Regions from separate parts of the Danio rerio genome. Here region 2 is linked to region 1. The links are chromatin contacts, called in public Micro-C maps. All regions are on one chromosome and are shown on one strand. Each heading gives the region's core, a stretch centred on a gene start, on an enhancer-like site or on the middle of the called end of the contact. The rest is flanking DNA. Distances are from core to core; before and after follow the strand shown.

The links. Hi-C and Micro-C count contacts between places; a contact is called where the count stands out from the background.
Region 2: a Micro-C map of caudal fin shows a contact between it and region 1, with 6 times the contacts expected there. The contact joins the promoter of si:dkeyp-38g8.5 here to the promoter of atp2b1a in region 1. A contact is called at or near these places in 1 of 18 Hi-C or Micro-C datasets (caudal fin) and 2 of 4 datasets of contacts at active chromatin or transcription factors (caudal fin and embryo).

The regions. Positions count from the first base shown.
Region 1 is chr4:16,705,829-16,711,941 of GRCz12tu, forward strand. atp2b1a (ATPase plasma membrane Ca2+ transporting 1a) reads right to left here and starts at 3,067. Exons shown (of 21, transcript NM_001044757.1): 1 at 3,021-3,067.
Region 2 is chr4:16,899,119-16,905,231 of GRCz12tu, forward strand. It overlaps si:dkeyp-38g8.5, which reads left to right and starts at 3,494. Exons shown (of 4, transcript NM_001123290.1): 1 at 3,494-3,690; 2 at 3,866-3,959; 3 at 4,107-4,194. The coding sequence starts at 3,567. It also overlaps a transcript of atp2b1a not described here.

The DNA.
Region 1 (6,113 bases), core at 1,817-4,316:
ACATTTTACCACACCATTTAGTTGGAATCACATTGCCTTATAAAAAAAATATATATATATATATATATATATATATATATATATATATATATATATATATATATATATATATATATATATATATATATATTAAATCGCTTATATATTTTTTATAAGCGATATATATATAAAAAAAAAGAGATTAAAGCCTACAGGGAACCCGTTATATCTCTGAGAAACTTTTGTAAATGTTGCTAATAGTTTGAATTAGTTTTCAATTTTATTTTAAAGCTTTAATAAAGATATATATATATATATATATATATATATATATATATATATATATATATATATATATATTTATATTTATTTTTTTATTTTTTTTAAAGTTCATTTAAAAGTTTGTTTTAAGTTATAGTAAACTAGAAATATTTTATATTTTAGAAGTTTCACTTTTTTCCTATATTTTTCTCCAGTTACCATTTTTTTGTTTCAGTTAATTTATCTATTATTTTCTTATTTATTTATATCGTGGCAAAATTAATATACATAAAATATTGCATGATACAAACGAATTTGTACTACAAAAAAAGTTACTATTGTAACTATTAAGTAAATTATTGTAAATTAACTGTAAGTACTATTGTAACTATTGTAACTATAAGAGTAAATATACAGGATAGAAATAAATAAAATTCACACAAAATATATTCAAAGTTAAATATGATTTTTTAGTTCAATTTTTGATAAATAATTTCAGATTCTTCCTGGTGGTACCTTTTTAAAAATGTCCATCAAAGTATACTCTCCTCAAAAAAATGTTGTCTAATGGCATTTAAACTTCCACATTCCAACAAGATATGTTTCTTGGTGAGAGCAGCCTGACTTTGTTTCATCCTACGCTCTAAAAATGTGCATTTAAATCAGTAATTTATACTAATATAATATGCCAATGATCATATTAAAATGCATGCATGATAATAAGATTCGTTATAATCATCATTTAAACACACACTGTTTCTACCAAAGCTATGATAGGAATAAGATCTTATTTCATAGTAACATCTAGGGCAAAAAATAAGATATTAAATCAATACAACTGGGCCTGTGCACAAGACAGTCCAAAGGCCTCTGAAGCTCAATCAGCACAGTCAAAGGTTAGTTTATTTAATGTTGAGGGTAAATCATTAAAAATTTTAAGTGTCAATGAGGTCAATTCATATTTCCGTCATATGCAGTAATTTAGAAAACACTATATATTTTTGTTTAACTAAGCCAGTTTGATGCTCTGAAACACTGCAACAAAATCCTCACGATTTGAAGTCCAGCATTTAAGTGAAGCGAACACAAAGTGCACTTATGATTTGAGTTGGAGAAAGCTGAATATGTAGACTCAAGGTCAAATTCGGCATTGCTGTCATACAGAGAGGTATTATCAGGAGCTATAAAAGCTTGTGCAAAAGAAGCAACAGGGCAGGGAATGATGTACGCCAAGGAGCAACAGACCAGACACGCCATTTAAACGCACACCGGGGTCTATCTAGAAATTCTAGGTGGCATATTTAATCTCAACACATTAGGCAGACAGTACACACAATAAGTCAGCCGATTAGGTTGGGTACATTGTGTTTTGCACATCTGCTCCTTCAAATACGATCCTAGCAAATTTGACGTGTCGCACAGCGCTTGTTCCAGTCTCCATGCCCAGTCACACATGACAGGAGGAATTAGGACTGTATACTACAACTGTTGACACGAATGCGCCAAGCTTAAAGGGACAGTTCTCTCAAAATGAAAAATCATTTACTCAGCCTAATGCTGTCACACGCCTCGCTTTGGTCATGAAACTTATCGACAGACAGTTACCGCTGCATTCGTCGGCAAACAATTCAAGTTAACAGCGACTGTCATTACGACTAACATCTCTTATCAAGATGGGTTTGGAACAACGCTATGAATTAAGTGACATTTTATGAGCACTTTTAAATGGGGGTTGTTTTAAAGCACAAAATAAAAACGCGATTACCGACAAGCAGGTAGACGGCTCGTAAGGCAAGTTGACAGCTGAAGCGTCCTCGCGTTTGGCTTTAGCCTGCTAGCGGTCTCAACACAAGTCAACCTGTCAAAAAGGCAGTAACGTTACTGTTTTAATCTTAGCAATGACACCAGACCAGCATCTCACCTTTCCTGAAACTGAGGCGCTCTCCAACTTTCCGTCGCATTTCAAATGCTGATTTTCCCTTCTGGTACAACCCTAAAATCACCATGCTGGCTAACGTTAATGTCAAAAGCCATGGACAGAGACGGTCGCTTAGCTGAACAAGTTAACGTTAGCTCGTTTGACAGTCTTTCGCATGAGCGAACTGTCATTAATCGCGCGTTTAAAATAATACAGATCGTACTTTATAGTGAGTTAGCACTCTTACCGCATATAACAGTCAACGGTTCTGTACAGTCACAGTGTGATCCTTTCATTTGACGGCTTAAAAAAACAAACGGCGGTTAAAATAACGTTAGGGTCACCCTGCCTGGAGTAACCGGTGAAAAAAAAAAAAAACACATACAAGCTCCCATTTACATGTTTTGGATACCGTTAAACATCACGCATGTCTATTTGAATAGGGGTTTTGCTCAAATATATCGTGCGATCGCGGCTTCAGAAACGCGCAGTCGAACACATTTTCACGCGTCAAAAGCAACTTTCCAGCGTGCACTAACGTTACACATCCTCCCTGCGTCTCGACATGGTGCGATACATTAAAAGCCCGCTGATTTTCCACACACCCCCTCCCTGCAGTGACAATAGGCAGGTGTGGGTTAAAAATGCACAGCAGCCTGGTTGCCTTCTTGCCCCTTTCTCTGCCTGCTACCAACTAGCAGGAGTTGCCTAGCCAATTTGGCTAGCTGATAATAACGCAGGCTAACGGTCAATACGGTGAATGAAGATCGGTCGGCAGAGAGGAAGCGACGTAAAAAATGGTGCAATTCAAATGCGGCAAAAGCACTAGCGTGCACAAGAGAAATGATGAAATTACACTCACAATGCTCTCCGAGCGGTGCCTCAGAGATCCCCCTCTCTCTCTCGGTCTCCCTCAGACTCACTCTGCCGTCTATCTAGCTCCTCCAATCTGCAGAGAAAGCCCTCCCACAGCCCCGCGTCGCCTGAGACATGTGATGCACGTCAGGATAACGCCCATCGACATGTCTGACGATTCTCATTGGCCGGGAGGAGATGTCAATCACATTGGACACACCCTCTGTGTAACCTTCGCGCGTATTAACATAATTTATAAGCGTGTACCTTAAAGTGGCTAAGTATAAAATAACTTGTCGAGGCTCATTGTTTATTTTAACTCAATAAACAGCACGCTTTCAGCACGAGCCGGCGTTTTTAGCCCCGCCCACAGTCATGGACGAGTCTTCCCCCGGCGGCTAATTAAACCTGACGTCATTCTTTCCATGACGTCGCCGTTCTCTCGATTCTGGTGTTGTGTTTGATTCGCAGTGTGCAGGAACTCATTACACTCGCTGATATGAACCGGATCACTGCATTATGCAGTCTGGATCATCATCGCTCAGCCTTTGCCCAAAGAATTTACAATAAACGCTTGACAGTTAGACGTCACTGAATGATCCCCACTGAGTTTCATTCACTGAACTGATGCAAACAATATTGTGCATTTCTTCTTTATGATGCAAACTGAGTGAACTTGCATGGCAAGCATTTTTTTCTTTCTGCGTTTTCATCAAACTCAAGTCCACTGAAGCACTTAGTCTATAGTCTGGCGCCTTCCTTTTAAAACTGCAGTACAAGCATGGAGAATTTCTGTTTGTGAGGTGTTGTTTTTATATAGAAAGTCCTCATGATAGATACTACATAATTCAAATAATGCATTTAAATATTGAGGTCGGTAACAAGGAATACAAATGTGCTGCATTTCATATTTTGCATGTAGATACCAGTTTCCTCTTATGGTGATATAGATTCATATCTTCTTCCTGAAGTTTGTTGCTGCAAGACTTGAAATGCATTGGTCTAATCTAATCAATTAGGATGTGATTAAACAGTACTGATTATTCAAAAAAGCAACCCTTTGATTACATTACATGTGAATGCTCTGTTACATATAAAAGAGATTTTAATTCAATAAATACACCAAAATAAGTTATGCAGTGAAGTTCTTAAACACATAAACTCTCTGCAAATCAACCACTCATTAAATGTACAATAAAAAGACTGTTTTTTTTTACACCTGGCATCAAAGGAAAAATCCTGCAGTCCTGGTTGTTTTTTTACTTCAAAGTTTCAGTCGTGTCATAGTTCACCATTGTTGGCATTCATTGACCATGCCGTACTTGAAAGATGACTCCAAAACTGTACCCGTATTGTGGGTTTCCCCAAGAAGGCCTCAAAAGAAGCCACAGTTGCCTTCTTTCTGTTCTCTCTTTCATTCATCTTTACTGACATTTACAGCTATTCATTTGGGCAAAACGTTTGTTCCATTTATGCAAAGTGACTTGCAAATGACAAACAAAACAAATATCCGTATCTACCTGTATTTTAAACTACAATTTGGGGATTTTTTTATGACAGCTGTGAATATATGTTTTGCAAGAATATATCAATTAATATTTCGGCTGCTATTGTATTGTGTCATTCATTCATTTTATTTTCAGATGAACCGCCAACTTATCCAGCATGTGTTTTACACAGCGGATGCCCTTGCAGCCGCAACCAATCACTGGGAAACATCCATACACTCTCAGAAATAAAGGTACACAAGCTGTCAGTGCGGTAGTACCTTTTTAAAAGGTATTCATTTATACTTAAAGGGTCCATATAGTTACCTTAAAAGTATATATTAGCACCTAAACATTTTAAGAGGAACATATTTGTACTTTTTAGGTACTAATATGTACCCTTGAGGTATTAATATGGAGCTTGTACCACTCCAAGTGAACTACTAACAATGTGCAAATGATATTAAGCAGCAATTTCTTGTCTAATGCAGCATAATAATCAGCACAAATTAGGTAAAACTATAGGAACTTTGCTATATTGCTATTTCTGGGTGCTAATTAACTGCACAAAACACAGCTGCTAATGACAGCGCCTGCGTTTAAACGGTCTCTGTGTATGCTTTAACAGCCAAATAGATGCTTAAGTCTATTAACTGATTATATTTTAATTACATTACAACATTGATGGTGTAAAAGGAACCTTGTGAAAAAAATGTCATAAAAGCTTTCACAAACAAACATTATTGTGGTGACACAACGATGCATCACTCAAACATTTGCAAATGATCACATATCAATGTGCAAATGACTTTAAGCAGCAGTTTATTGTCCAATGCAGCATAATAATCAGCACAAATTAGGTAAAACTATTTTGGTATTTCTGGGCGTATTAACTGCTCAAAACACAATAAGTTAGCAAATAATATTTTGTCACCCATAAATTCAGTGTTTGAAAGTGAAACTAGGGTGTCACTGTGGCGCAGTGGGTAGCACGATTCCTTCACAGCAAGAAGGTCGCTGGTTTAAGCCTCAGTTGGGTCAGTTGGCACTTCTGTGTGGAGATTGCATGTTCTCCTCGTGTTCATGTGGGTTTCCTACGGGTGCTCCGGTTTCTCACCACAAGTCCAAAGACATGTTGTTTAGGTGAATTGGGTAGGCTAAATTGTCTATAGTGTATGAGTGTGTATGGATGTTTCCTATTGATGGGTTGCAGCTAAAGGGGCATCCGCTGGTGTAAAACATATGCTGGATAAGTTGGTGGTTCATTCCAATGTGGCGACCCCAAAATAATAAAGGGACTAAGCCGAAAAGAAAATGAATGAATGAAAGTGAAACTATGCAATAAGGACATCCTTGAAAATCATCGTTAATGTTTCAGTGTGTTTAAATAATCTAAAAGTAGTTCCCCCCCCCCCCTACAAAAAAATAAATAAATAAAATAAAAAACATGTAATATTCCAACCTGTCTGAAATTTCCTTCTTCTGTTGGAGATATTTTGGAGAATTCTGTTAAGCAGCAGCCATTGACTTCCCATAGTGTTTGTTGTTCTTACCATGGACGTTAATAGCTACCAGTTTCCAATATTCCAACGGAATCTCACGCCAATTCGTTA
Region 2 (6,113 bases), core at 2,244-4,743, 190 kb after region 1:
AAGCTTAGTTTCAATTTCAATTCAATTTCAATTCTTCTTCAGTACGCCAGTGTATTTATTTATTTTAATAAAGTTACATTACTCAATTACAAACCATCACTCCTAAACATTTGCACAATCCCCCTTACAAAAAAACCCACACCACATAGAAAAAATGTGATTAATAGTAAAACAGGATGTCTGCAAATATGTTTTTTCAAATATAGTATAATGAAGCTCAAAACAACAACGCATAAACAAACAACAAATGAACACAAAATATCAGATTTAAGTTTTAATAGTAAACACAAGCTTAGGCATTTAATACAATCAATATTTACAAATTATTTCTCAAAATATAACTCATACTACAGGAGCTCTGAGTGCACTTGTCAATTCACATTCAAGTATTACCACAGTTACCCAGCAGTGGTGACCAGGCAGCCATGTGGCTTTGTCCCAAGGCTCTGAGTGGGTTGCACAGACCGCTTAGATCCATCGAGGAAGGTCGGCAACCTGTAAAAGTCTCTCAAAACACACATGCATCCGTTGGCAGAACAATGCATGCACACTTCTCACAAATTACACTGCGACAGTATGTGACTGCAAACGCTCTTACACCGCGTACACAATGAGTGGAGCGGGTTTACCTGCTGGCCACGTGCTGGTGGGCGTGGCTTACACGTCATCGCGCAGCTGTGACGCAGAGCGTTCCGTCTCCCCGAGTTGGAGTCTGCGCAATGCTGTGGGACAAGGAGAGCCGACAAAATGAAACCACATTCAACTCTCAATAAGCATCTCAAACATTTTGCGTTCAACGCCTTGGTTTCAATAAAACACTGTTCGATATTATTTTACAGGGCTAACCATTAAAACAACACGCACATATTACGGTCTATGCGTTCACAGCTGCCCGGTCTTCTCTTTCCGACGAGATCAAGTCAGGTTTCAGGGGAAACACCTCAGATTTCATTCCTGAAGAACAGCTCCTCGAAGTCTCGCTGCTGGAAGTCCAGCGATCTTTCGTAATCAGAGTCCGACGATGAGAAATGCCTTTCATTAAATGGCGTACGACTCACACCACACTCCTCTATCGAAACATCTAGCCGCTCTGCATACTCAATGTCCATTAAGTACTGCGTGGTGTTTCTTGGTGCCATGGCTACAGACGGTACAAATCTCTGATCGCCCGCAGCTGCTCTTTCGACACGGCCTGGGCTGAGCTGCGGTCTCCTGGATGACCAGGCCCGGACGCGTACCCTTCTTTCGTCGACTTTTGCTTGAAGAATTGTCCTTTTCTTTGATTTTGACCATTTCTGTTTATGATCAGGCGCGGTCTTGATGTCCTTCTGGTAGCTTTTCTTCATAGTGATGATTTCAGGACACATTACCCCCAAAAAAGTATTTGGTTGTACAAAAGAGCTATAAAAATTAGCGAGAGTTAAAGCAGAATAAAAAAGGCCTCTTGTATTCCTAAACAAAAAGACTTCGACCAAGGACGGAAGTTTCAGCTGTTGTCTCTTCAACGATCGTAAGAAAAACGTGGCTAAAAACGTCTGTCTCACGTACTCATAAGAAACTTGCGGATGTGACGTTTATCGCCGGCAGCGAATCAGCTTTCACCTCTTCTTTTTAGGCGGTGCTGAGCGGGGTTTGAAACAATGGACTAAACCATTTGTGCTCCATTAGCAACTGTTTGTTTGTCATTTTAAGAAAAAAATTCAACTTAAAACACGAGGAAAAGTATTGTGAACTTTTCTACAAACAAAACAATTCACCGAATATGTCAGGAATAGAGTTTCGCTTCTATTTTAATTATTCGTTTTTAGTATGGTCTGTCGTGTTAAATGAGAACAAATCTGATTATAAACAGTAAAAATACTCAAAAGGGGAATTGGGTTATTTTTATGTGAGAACAAAATTAGAGAATCTTATTATTTCTGGTATTAATTTTACTGGGCAGAGCTGTAATAATAAGATTTTAAGAATGTTAGTAAATACACAGCTTTTCCCTTCTAAAGTTAAGGACAGACACCTTTTCCCCCCTGAAGACAATGTGGTTAGAATTTGAACAAGATTTCTCTTTTCCACTTCTACCAAAGGCAAAAGAATTTCAGCTTTAAATTACTGACGATATGTATCCTTGTAATAAATTCCTCAGACATAGATTTAGTGTGAATTGTAGGCTAACATTTGTATCTTTTGTGAAGCACACTCATTAGAACATGTTTTATTTATGCACATTTTCAAAAAATGTTATGGGATGAAATTTGTGTTTGGTTACGATTAAAGCATGAAATACTTGATTTTTATTTTAAAACTGTAATTCATTCATGTATTCATTTTCTTTTCTGCTTAGTCCCTTTATTAATCCGTGGTCGCCACAGTGGAATGAACCACCAACTTAACCAGCACATGTTTTTACCCCCATTTTAAAACTGTAAAACATTAATATTTTTGTCAGAATTCTGATCTGGAATTTTTTGGTTAACAATGTTGTGAAAAAAATATTTCATCCATAATTGCAAATAAAAAAAGAAAGAAAGAAAAAAACTTTTTTTGCTTTTCCAGAAAGATATTTGTCTTCTTCAATTCTTTAAAGCTTCTGTGACATAAAAAACCTGTAAACTGTGTAGTCTGGTAAAGGTATTTTTTGATGATGAACCCCCTTGTACTATATTGCATTGTATTTTGCTATTTATTTTTATTTATATATGTTTTTTTTTCTTTTGTTTGTGGATGTTGCTATTTGGACTTAGTTGATAAATATGTTTTTACGATTGGTTTTTATTTATTTATTTATTTATTTATTTATTTATTCTGTATGTTCTTAATTAATTTTAAAAAAGTTGTTACTCATTCCACTTTCCTGTGCTCAACTTCCCCGTTAAGACAATTGATTTATATATATATATATATATATATATATATATATATATATATATATATATATATATATATATATATATATATATATATATTTAAAATACATATGTTGCGAAAAACATGTTGAAGAACATCCCCAAAACATTTAAATATACAATGAACTTTAGCTTAATTTGCGTGACTGACCGCTCCAAAATGTCGGCGCCCTTGACAAAAGTGCTTGAATCGTTCTACAGCCTTCTTTGTACTTGAGAGTCTTACGAAACAAACTTAATTCGAAAGATATGTGAAACAAACTGCATCTAATCTTTTCTCATCAACACGACAGTAGTTATTTTGACTCTAAATCTATAAAACATTTATTAAGCGACTGTATGATCATTTTTGTACAATCGAGATTCCCAATGAATTACAGTGCAGCCGATTTATTAAGAATCGTATGGTTCTATGAATATATTTACTAATTTAAAAGGCCTATGATAGTATGTAAAGACACATCATACAAGTAAGAATCTAAATACTTTAATAATAAATAATTCACGAGCCACATGTTGCAGCGAAACATATTATTTATATTATAATATCACACAACTCCATTAGGTGGCAGTATATAGTTTGTGTTCGCAGTGAACCAACAGCAGAAGAAATGAACGAAACCCTCCATTTTCTCTTCTAGTGCCCTTCGCTTGTGCACTAGCGCCATGAGTAGCGCACTTGATGACTCAAAGACAACAGACACAAGTATGGACCACGAACTTTACACTGTACAGAGTCCCTCCGATGACATTAAGGATGGCCCAGAGCATTCAGAATTCATTTATAAGAGTGAGTAGCAATCATTTCGTGCATCTAAAGTGTCATTGCATTCAATTATCTCTCCCATTTTTTTAGCAGTTTAGCATTGGGCTGGTCATGTAAATTGGATGCATGCATTATACAAATCACGTGTTCTACTTTTATTAAAATCTGCACGTGTGTGTTTATGTGTGTGTGGTTCAAGTGTCAAATGAAGAGTTTGTCAGATTCGTGAAGTTACGAGTGACCAACGATGCACTTTTCACTGGAAAGAGAAATTCTTCAACTCTGGCTTACAGGTAAACCGGGCATCACCAACCCTCAGTTACACACATGCATACTCACCCATGCAGAAGTCCATGCAGGAAAAAAATAATTATGCTGTAGATGTTTGTACCAGCAGCCTGCAGGAATTTTGATGTGAATTCTGCATTTGTGTGCTGTAGGGCCATCCTGAAAGAGCTGGGTCTGCAAAGGGAGATTTCTGCCAGCCAGGCCAGGAGAAAATGGGAAAACCTTAAGATGAAGTATAAGGTATGCTGATATACCACTTTATGAGGGTGCAGTTTTCAATTCTGGCCCCCCAAGCACATCCACATCTTGGATATTGGCCAAATTTAACACACCTGAATCAACTCACAAGCTCATCAGCTGAGGACTCCACGAATCTTTTAATCAGTTTCCTTCAAATAATGATATATCCTATTGTAAATTACAGATACATGTGTGTGAAGAGTATGTATTATATTCATACACAAATGAAAATAACAGACAAAATTAACTAAAATTACATTTTTAACATTAACATTGTCATTAAACTAAATGATGACGAATCATGGTAAATAAAGGTCAATTTCAAAATATCTATGTGAAAAATATTAAATCAATACAATACACATGGTTTACATAAATATGATATTTTACAATTAACATAAATATATAAACAACAATACAAAAATATGAACTAAATGACATTTACTAGAATGACATAAATGAATTATTATTAATAAAAATAAATTGTAAATATTTCTATATATATATATATATATATATATATATATATATATATATATATATATATATATATACATATATATATATATATATATATAATATTCATCACATATTTTAATTATTACTAGTAATACATTTATATTAAAAATATTAATATATTTCTAAATCATTTATCACATATAATTTATCATATATATACATGTGATGAAATGTTTATAAATATATTAATATTTAAATGCACATTAATGCTAAATACTACATTTACAATTTCATGAATTTATATAAATAAACAACATCAATAGCAATTACTAAACATTTAAAGATGAATATATTAGAATATATTAAATAGATGTACAGTACATATCTATCTATAATTAGCAGTATATTTTATGCAGTAATAAACAATTCATGGGTAAACATATTTAAAGCTAAATGTTAAATAATGTTATAACAATATCATAACATTAATACAAAATATGCAAAACCTGAACTAAATTGTATTATATTTTAAATTGCTAAACTTTAAAATGTCATAAAATCATAGTAATACTAATATTACTACACTCTACATATAATTAAAATAAACAAAATTAAATGAGATTTATCATCAATAAAAAGTCTTATATCTCAAAACTAAATTTGAGGCCTTAAAAAGTCCTAAAGTTATTAAAATATTGTGTTGCAGGTCTTAAAACTTTTTAAGCAGGTCTTAATTTTCCTTTGCTCACGTGTAGCTACTCATCCAATAAATGAATAAAGAAACTTTTAACTTTTTATTTGAAAATGTACTTTTTAACTCTATTTACCACAATGTACAATAACGTTTGTTTAAAAGGTTTCCATGTATTTACTGCTGAGATAGCTCACCTGAACAGACTGTTGTGCATACATTTAGTTTAATATGGTTTTTAAAACCTTTAACATATTTTTTGATTTTTAAGAAAAGGTTATGTTGAAAAAAGTGTATGTATGCAACAATATTTAAAATATTTTGCTCTGAATTAGTTAAAATACATTTTTTTTAAATCATTAAATTATTATTATTGTATTATTGAATTTATTAAATTATAAAAAGTTTGATAGGGCAAATAAAAATAGCGTTTAGCCCTGTATGAAGGTGCTTTCACACCTAGACTTTTGTTTCAGAACTTGGCACGTTTCCCCAGTTAGCACGGTTCGTTTGGCATATGTGAATCCAACAATCGCGCTCAGGCCCGCGCCAAAAAATCGGTCCGAGATGGCCTGAATAAGGTGGTCTCGGCTCAATTGAAACAAAATCTGGAGCGGATCGATTGTAGTAAGAAAGCAATACAATCCGAACCAGGCCATATCACAGTGTATTATGAATATGTAATTGGCATAAACGGCTATATGAAGAGAGAATTATGAGTAGGGTGGGATGTTATTCTACCAGTAAATGTGTTTCATGTCAGATACGA